Linked DNA regions of Mus musculus: region 1 is linked to region 2. The links are chromatin contacts, called in public HiCAR-type maps. All regions are on one chromosome and are shown on one strand. Each heading gives the region's core, a stretch centred on a gene start, on an enhancer-like site or on the middle of the called end of the contact. The rest is flanking DNA. Distances are from core to core; before and after follow the strand shown.

The links. HiCAR-type assays count read pairs that join an accessible place to other places.
Region 1: a HiCAR-type map of embryonic stem cells shows a contact between it and region 2, with 5 times the contacts expected there. The contact joins two enhancer-like sites. A contact is called at or near these places in 2 of 115 datasets of contacts at active chromatin or transcription factors (both in embryonic stem cells) and 1 of 9 other capture datasets (embryonic stem cells).

What each region holds. Positions count from the first base shown.
Region 1 is chr1:11,500,116-11,503,595 of GRCm38.p6, reverse strand. The region is part of intron 1 of A830018L16Rik (RIKEN cDNA A830018L16 gene); the gene reads right to left. Among named protein-coding and RNA genes, the nearest start is that of A830018L16Rik, 88 kb to the right of the region's middle. Within about 2 kb of position 1,850, at least 7 of the 459 cell types and tissues checked have an H3K27ac peak or open chromatin away from gene starts, as enhancers often do. A contact at or near this core is called in embryonic stem cells, where this site is marked.
Region 2 is chr1:10,879,074-10,882,277 of GRCm38.p6, reverse strand. No RefSeq gene overlaps it. Among named protein-coding and RNA genes, the nearest start is that of Prex2, 110 kb to the left of the region's middle. Within about 2 kb of position 1,752, at least 75 of the 459 cell types and tissues checked have an H3K27ac peak or open chromatin away from gene starts, as enhancers often do. A contact at or near this core is called in embryonic stem cells, where this site is marked.

The DNA.
Region 1 (3,480 bases), core at 601-3,100, 620 kb before region 2:
GCACACAAGTCTCCATGCATGCTGAGAGAAGAGCCATTTTTGAATTTTTTTTTTTTTCAGCCTGATGTAGAGACCCTTCTAGGCCACTGGAGAACTCACGGTTTTTTGTGTGTTTGTTTGTTTGTTTTGTTTTGTTTTGTTTTCTATTTCAGAAGTAACCTAATCCCACCTCTCTCTTTAACAGTAAAGACACAGATTGAATTGGAATTCTGTGATCAATGAAAGTAGTATAAATAATAATAGCTCTCTTTCTGTAGAGTAAGATGCTCAACGGAAAGAAGGTGGTCCTGTCCCCTCTACCATGAAGGAACAGGAGACCAAAAATGTAGTGAATCCTTTGTTTAAGAAAAGGCTTAAAACTTAGGCACTGTGCAGGGCATCCAGCCCCCCAAAAATCTCACAGTTTCACCCAATGGTTCCTCTACTTCAGGCTGAAGAGCAAACAGCCAGGCTTTATAGTGACAGATATGATGAGATCCACAGCCACTCAGGAGGCAAATCTGTGGTTGTACTGCCAAGCTAGAAAAGACAAAGGTCAAAGAACTCCCACTAAATTAACTTAAATGTACAGTGCTGGTTTTTCTGTACTTAAATATAATTACAAAATTATTTAAAAATTAATAAATTGTCAATCACTTATTAAGCCTGAGAAGTACAGGTAGCAAGAGTTTTTCATAAATTAATTTACTCACTTTATATTAAAGAACTGTACAAAAAAATTTTACAAATCAGCTAAGAGCTGCACATATTTCCATAGTTTTGTTAAGTCTGTACTATTATTTTCAGATCAACAATCAGACATGCCTTGGCACCCCCAGAACCACACAGGCCAGGCAATAAAATAAACACAAATCTAAAAGAGCCTCTCAATATAAATTTTTGAAGATTTGATATGTACTATGAGATTGTCCTTCAATAAGAATTGGAAGCTTTCAAGTGAATATCTAGACAAACACTGAAGTTTCCAATGATGAAACTGTCACCTCACACATCCAAAATTTTCCCATTAGTAAATTATGTCACTTGACATAGCAATCAGTTGAAGCAACTTACTTAGTTTTATGCATGATTTTCCACAGTGTCACTTGAAAATAACTCTCTGCAAGTACAAAACATTCCTCATAGAAATAGTTAGTTGGTCCAGAACTCTAATAAACTACTTACACAGGTCCATGATGGAAGCAGCAGATTTATGTAAATGTTCCCATAAAATGAAAAGCTCTCCAGTGAATAAAATTTATGTTAGGCTTTTATTATTTATTTTAAAAACAAAAAAACCAGAGTGTTCTTCCTAGCATAATAACAGTGAAATGTCCTATAGCACACACAGCACCTCCTTCCACGACTGATGATCTAAGGCATAGATGTAGATGTTCCTATGTCTATTGCAAGTGCAGTTCAAATGAGTGATATTTTCAAGAGACCAATATAGATGAACAGACACACTCTCTTGTGGATTTCACTGCATACGCTCTACATGAGAACCTGGAAAGATAGTGTGGATTAACAGGGGGACTATGGTTCTGTCTCACCTAAATTCATGCTCTATACCTGCTGTATAAATTTCACAAAGTTGTTTGTTTTTGTCTTAGTTTTCACATCCTTAAAGTTGGTAGGGCACTATGTACCTCGTCCATTGAATGTCAAGAGTCATTACCCCAGGTTCCCTTTTGATTATTCCATGAATAAGCATCCCTTCTCCCACAACCCAACCCTTTCAAAAGAATAGGAGCAAGCACATTTTTTTAACATTACAAAAGAATTTAGAGATTTGTCTGCCTTTGTTAAGCACAGATAATAAGCTAGTTGGTGGGACCCAGCCCTTAAATTACCATTCCTATCACACCTGGGCCAGGACCAAAACTCCCTCAATCTGTAGCTGACCTTGAACTCAGGAATCTATTTGCCTCTGTAAGCACAAACAAGAAATTTAGGTGAGTGGAATGTTGCCCTGTGAGCTCCATTCCCTAAATCTCTTTATCTCCTTCCTTACTATCTTTCTGACAAACTGGTTCATAGTGCAGCTGCCTCTGTTTCTTATAGATCCATGAAGCTCTTTATGCTATTCATATTGCAAATTTCATCTTTATATTTTGCATAATTGAGAAAATATGTATTTTTGAACTCAGGTTTTCAGAAGTTTTTCCCACAGACTTAAGGGCTGTGTTGACAGTCTCAGCATTTACCATTTTGCTGAAACATAGACACAAAATTTGAAGTTGAAAAAAATTACACACACACACACACGCACACACATACACACAAATAAGCTTTATGCCCACAGTAACCATCAGCAGTCATGAGGGCCCATGTCCTGCTGGTTCTATTCCATAGATGGGAACCATATCACACCATCTCTGCCATAGCCAAACTGGACTTGGTATCCCCTTTAATTTACAACAAGGTAAAGGATACATAATACAGAGGGCTTGCCAGTTTGATCTCTGTAAATGTTTTTCCACAAGATAAGTGAACAGTTTTTCAGCGTTATTTATCAGTCATTTCTCAGAGGACTGAGTTGCAGGCAACCTTTGGAGCTGCTCACTTGGAGACAGCACACTGACACCTGTCCCTTTCACTAGATTCTAACACAAACTATTACCAAATCTTCAGGACAGGCACTTAGTATTTTTAATTATGCACTTAACACCCAATCAGAAAACTTTCTAAAGTGTTTCCCAACACCAAAACAAAAACATTTTATGTCCAACAACTGTACTATAAGAACCAAAAGATTAAAAGTCTCAGTCCCACAATCCTGTCCTCATTTATGATGGAAATAATAAGTCCCAAGTCACTTGTGTTTCTGATTGGTTATACATAAAGGGCACATGCAGATACTAAAATGCCTTTGATAAAAAAAAATACATACATAAGTAAATACATAAATGTTTTATATTTACCCACTGACAAATTAGACAGCAATGAAAATGAATACTGTTATTCCTTCTTATAATGAAGGTAAACTAAAAATAGAGGAAAGTCATAAACAAAATATATGTCTATAAATGCCTATGTGATGGCCACAATAGATGACAGTATGTGGGGTGCAGTGACACAGAAAGTCATGTGGTTTTTGTTCCCCATGACTGGAAACAAGATACAATTCTTGTCATTTCTTTATTCTTAAAGAAGGCAAGAGCTTCTTTTGTTCTATTGAGTAAGTTATCTTGGGAAGTGTTGTAACAATTTTGTATATTTCACTCTCCTTGTCATACTTAGCTCTCATTGGTTTGTAATCTTACTCTTTATAAACATTAAACCCCATAAAATGTTTTAACTTTTATTTTATAACAGTACAGGTTTATATATCATCACATATTTATGGTTTTGATTGTGTTTTATCTCTCTTTAGATTTTTAAATCTTTATCCATCTAAAAATCATTTTTGGCAGTATGAGGATTTTAGTGATAAGGAATCTGTTTTATTTTGCACAGCAATATACTTCTTAAGCAAATAAAATTTAAAACAGAAAGTGT
Region 2 (3,204 bases), core at 503-3,002:
AATTGATGAACAAAAACAAAACTAACAGCAGAAAACGAATAATCTTTTCAGACAATTAAATTCTCTTCCAGTCCCATTATGAAGACCTTCATCAGGACACTTCTTGTCCCATTTAATCAGAAGAGTCCTTGGGCACCTTAATCTTATTCCTCACTCCATCTTCCAAAGGAAATGACTAGGGAAAGGAAAGAATAGAGATTAAAATGTTACTTTCTCATCTTAAGCATGGAAATTGCCCAATTATAAATGCAAACATTAGAAAAACAAATCTACTTGCCTCCTGGCTCTCCTACAAATCACTTGTCTTTATGCTTCATAATACAATCACCAGCAATAAACTCTACTTGATGTGGTATGTAATCAACTTTCCTATCCATAAACATGTATTTGTTCCTATATAATTAGAGTTACACTCTGTGCTTTTGTATCTCACATTTTTGAACATGCAATGTTATAACACTCATAAAGCAGTTCTTTGTAATAATTTTAATAGTTACTGAATTTTAAATCAAATGGAATAATGTATTTTGCCATTTTCTATTTGGATATTTGGATTGCATTTATGTAAATTTATATTTACATAATTGCTTAGTGAATTTCACTTGCCTGTCTAAATTATAAATGCTTGTGTTCAGTTTGGGTCACTGTTAAACTCTCAGTTGATATCAGTACTGAAAAGTAGTGGGTTGGCTACAGCATTTGCTGAGTGGATGCTCAGCTCAAATCTGCCTAACTCAGACACATTTCTGATTGTAAATCAGCTGTACATTGTGGTCTTCTAAAATGGCACATATAAATAAAATATCTTATTGAGTCCTATTCTATGCCAGGCACTTTGTAAAACATCTTAAGAACAATTATGCTAAAACAAAACAAAACAAAAAAACAACAAACAAAAACATTTTGCCTTCACACACACACACACACACACACACACACTTTCCATTACAGCTTCTATCAAAGACCCTCTGAAGTATTTAGTAATCTTACACAACAGACTGAGCTTGAAAAGACCTCAAGAGTTCCACCCCAAATGACGTCTATATCCCCTATGAGTGGACACTGTCTGAGAGGGCACACTACAGCTCAAAGACCTACAAGAGAAGATGTTCTGCCTTCACAAAGCAAGGTAAACCAGCAGATAGCGTTTTTGTGTACATGGATGAGTTCAAAATACCTCACCAGAGTCTTGTGATATTATCTACAAAGAATAAAAATGTATAAAGGAGAAATCTTTCATTCATAATAGTGATCAACTTTATTAATATAGTTTCCTTAAAGTATAAGATATTTTTTATATTCACCTGCTCATGTCTCCTCTTCCTCTGCTTTCCTCATTTCTTCCTCTTTCTCCTTCTAGTCTACTTCTTTTGTCCAGCCTCTTATGTATGCTTTCATGTCCCATGAACATATGTCAAACACAAGCATATGTCACACACATGCATATGCATATAATATATAATATGGTATATATATATATATATATATATATATATATATATATATATATATATTCTGTAAAGCATCACATAATTTATATATCATATAAATGATAATTTATATGTTTATCTCCCAAATCCCAGGAATCAAGGCAATCGCCAGTGCTTTAGAGTAGATGTGAGGTTATATTTGCCATGCTCTCAGAGAGCTTGGTGCCCACCCCAGTGCTCAGCGACCTAAGGAAGCAGCTGTTAGCTGGAGTCTGTGATGGCTGTAGTGGGTTGCAAGCAAGGGCTTTGTGAGCTGTGATGAATCTGCTGCAAGAGGAAGTGAGTCAGAGCTGAAAGCAGCATAGTCTCTCTTGCCGCAGACTCTGGTAGTCTTTCATGATGCAAATCACTCAGTTTTGTAAGACTCCGGGGAGCCTTAGCTTACCCAGGACCACCTGAGTAACCACTTGGAGCCGGAATCGGTATCGATGCAAAATGCAAGAGAAATTTATTGTTCCAGTGCACTGGGGTCATCTCAGATCTGAAGGAAAGGTAGCCACCACCACCATCCTTTCAGTTAGTTTTTATATGGTTTCCAGGAGCAGGATAGAGCATCGGCAACTGGGCACAACTTGATTGGTGGAACACTGCCCCCTTTAAACTGATTGGTCTTTAGGGAATGAGGTGACAAGCATTTCCCTTGTCTGACAGTAGGCAACAATCAGTCCTGCGGGATATGTCCCCACCCGCAGGTCGCTTTCTTCCCTGTGGTCTGAGGAATGTTAATTACCCTCTCCCTTCTAGAGAGGCAAGTGTTTTCGTGTCCTTCCAAACTTCCTAAACTGACCTTTTCAGTTTCATTATGTATCATTGGGCTTATCAAAAATTAATATTAACCCAGTGGTTGAAATTGGTTACTAGAACTTTGCTGAGAGTTGTTTTTTGTTTTTGTTTGGTTGTTTTTTTTTTTTTTTTTTTTTTTTTTTTTGGTTTTTTGAGACCGGGTTTCTCTGTATAGCCCTGGCTGTCCTGGAACTCACTTTGTAAACCAGGCCTGCCTCTGCCTCCCAAGTGCTGGTACTTTTTACTTTTTGATTTTGCTTGTTTTTTGGTTTTATTTACTCATTTAAAACATTAAAATATGTGTATATATGTTCTTTTATATGGATGTCTATACACCACGTGCTTACCAGGTGTCTACAGAGACCAGAAGTGGATGTTGGATCTCCTGGAATTGGAGATACAGACAGTTGTGAGCACCATGCAGATGCTGTGAATAGAACCTGGTTCTCAGAAAGAAAAACCAGTACTCTTAGCCACTGAGTCATTTCTTTGGCTGCATGTTTTTTGTTGTTGTTGTTTTTTGGTTTTTTGTTTTGTTTTGTTTTTTTGTAGTGGTTTGGTAAAGAAAATGAAGAAATTGGGGAGAGAAAGCATGGGAGAAACCATAAAGGGAATCAGGCTATGAATTATAAATTATTAAAACTATCATTATGACATCAGTCTGGCTCACAGTTTGCTTATAATAGAAGTTAAATTGCCACTTTAATGTTTTAGTGGCTAATTTATACATAGTCTTTCATTTATACTTTATTTTAAATTTATTTTATGTGTATAGTATTTTGCCTGAACAGATGTCTGTGTATCATTTGTGTGTAACGCTTATTAAGAGAAAAGATCCCTCAAGCTTGGAATTATAGACAGTGGTAAACTGCTGTCTGGGTGGTGGGAATCAAACTTAGGTCCTCTTCCAGCAGCCAGTGCTTGTAAACCA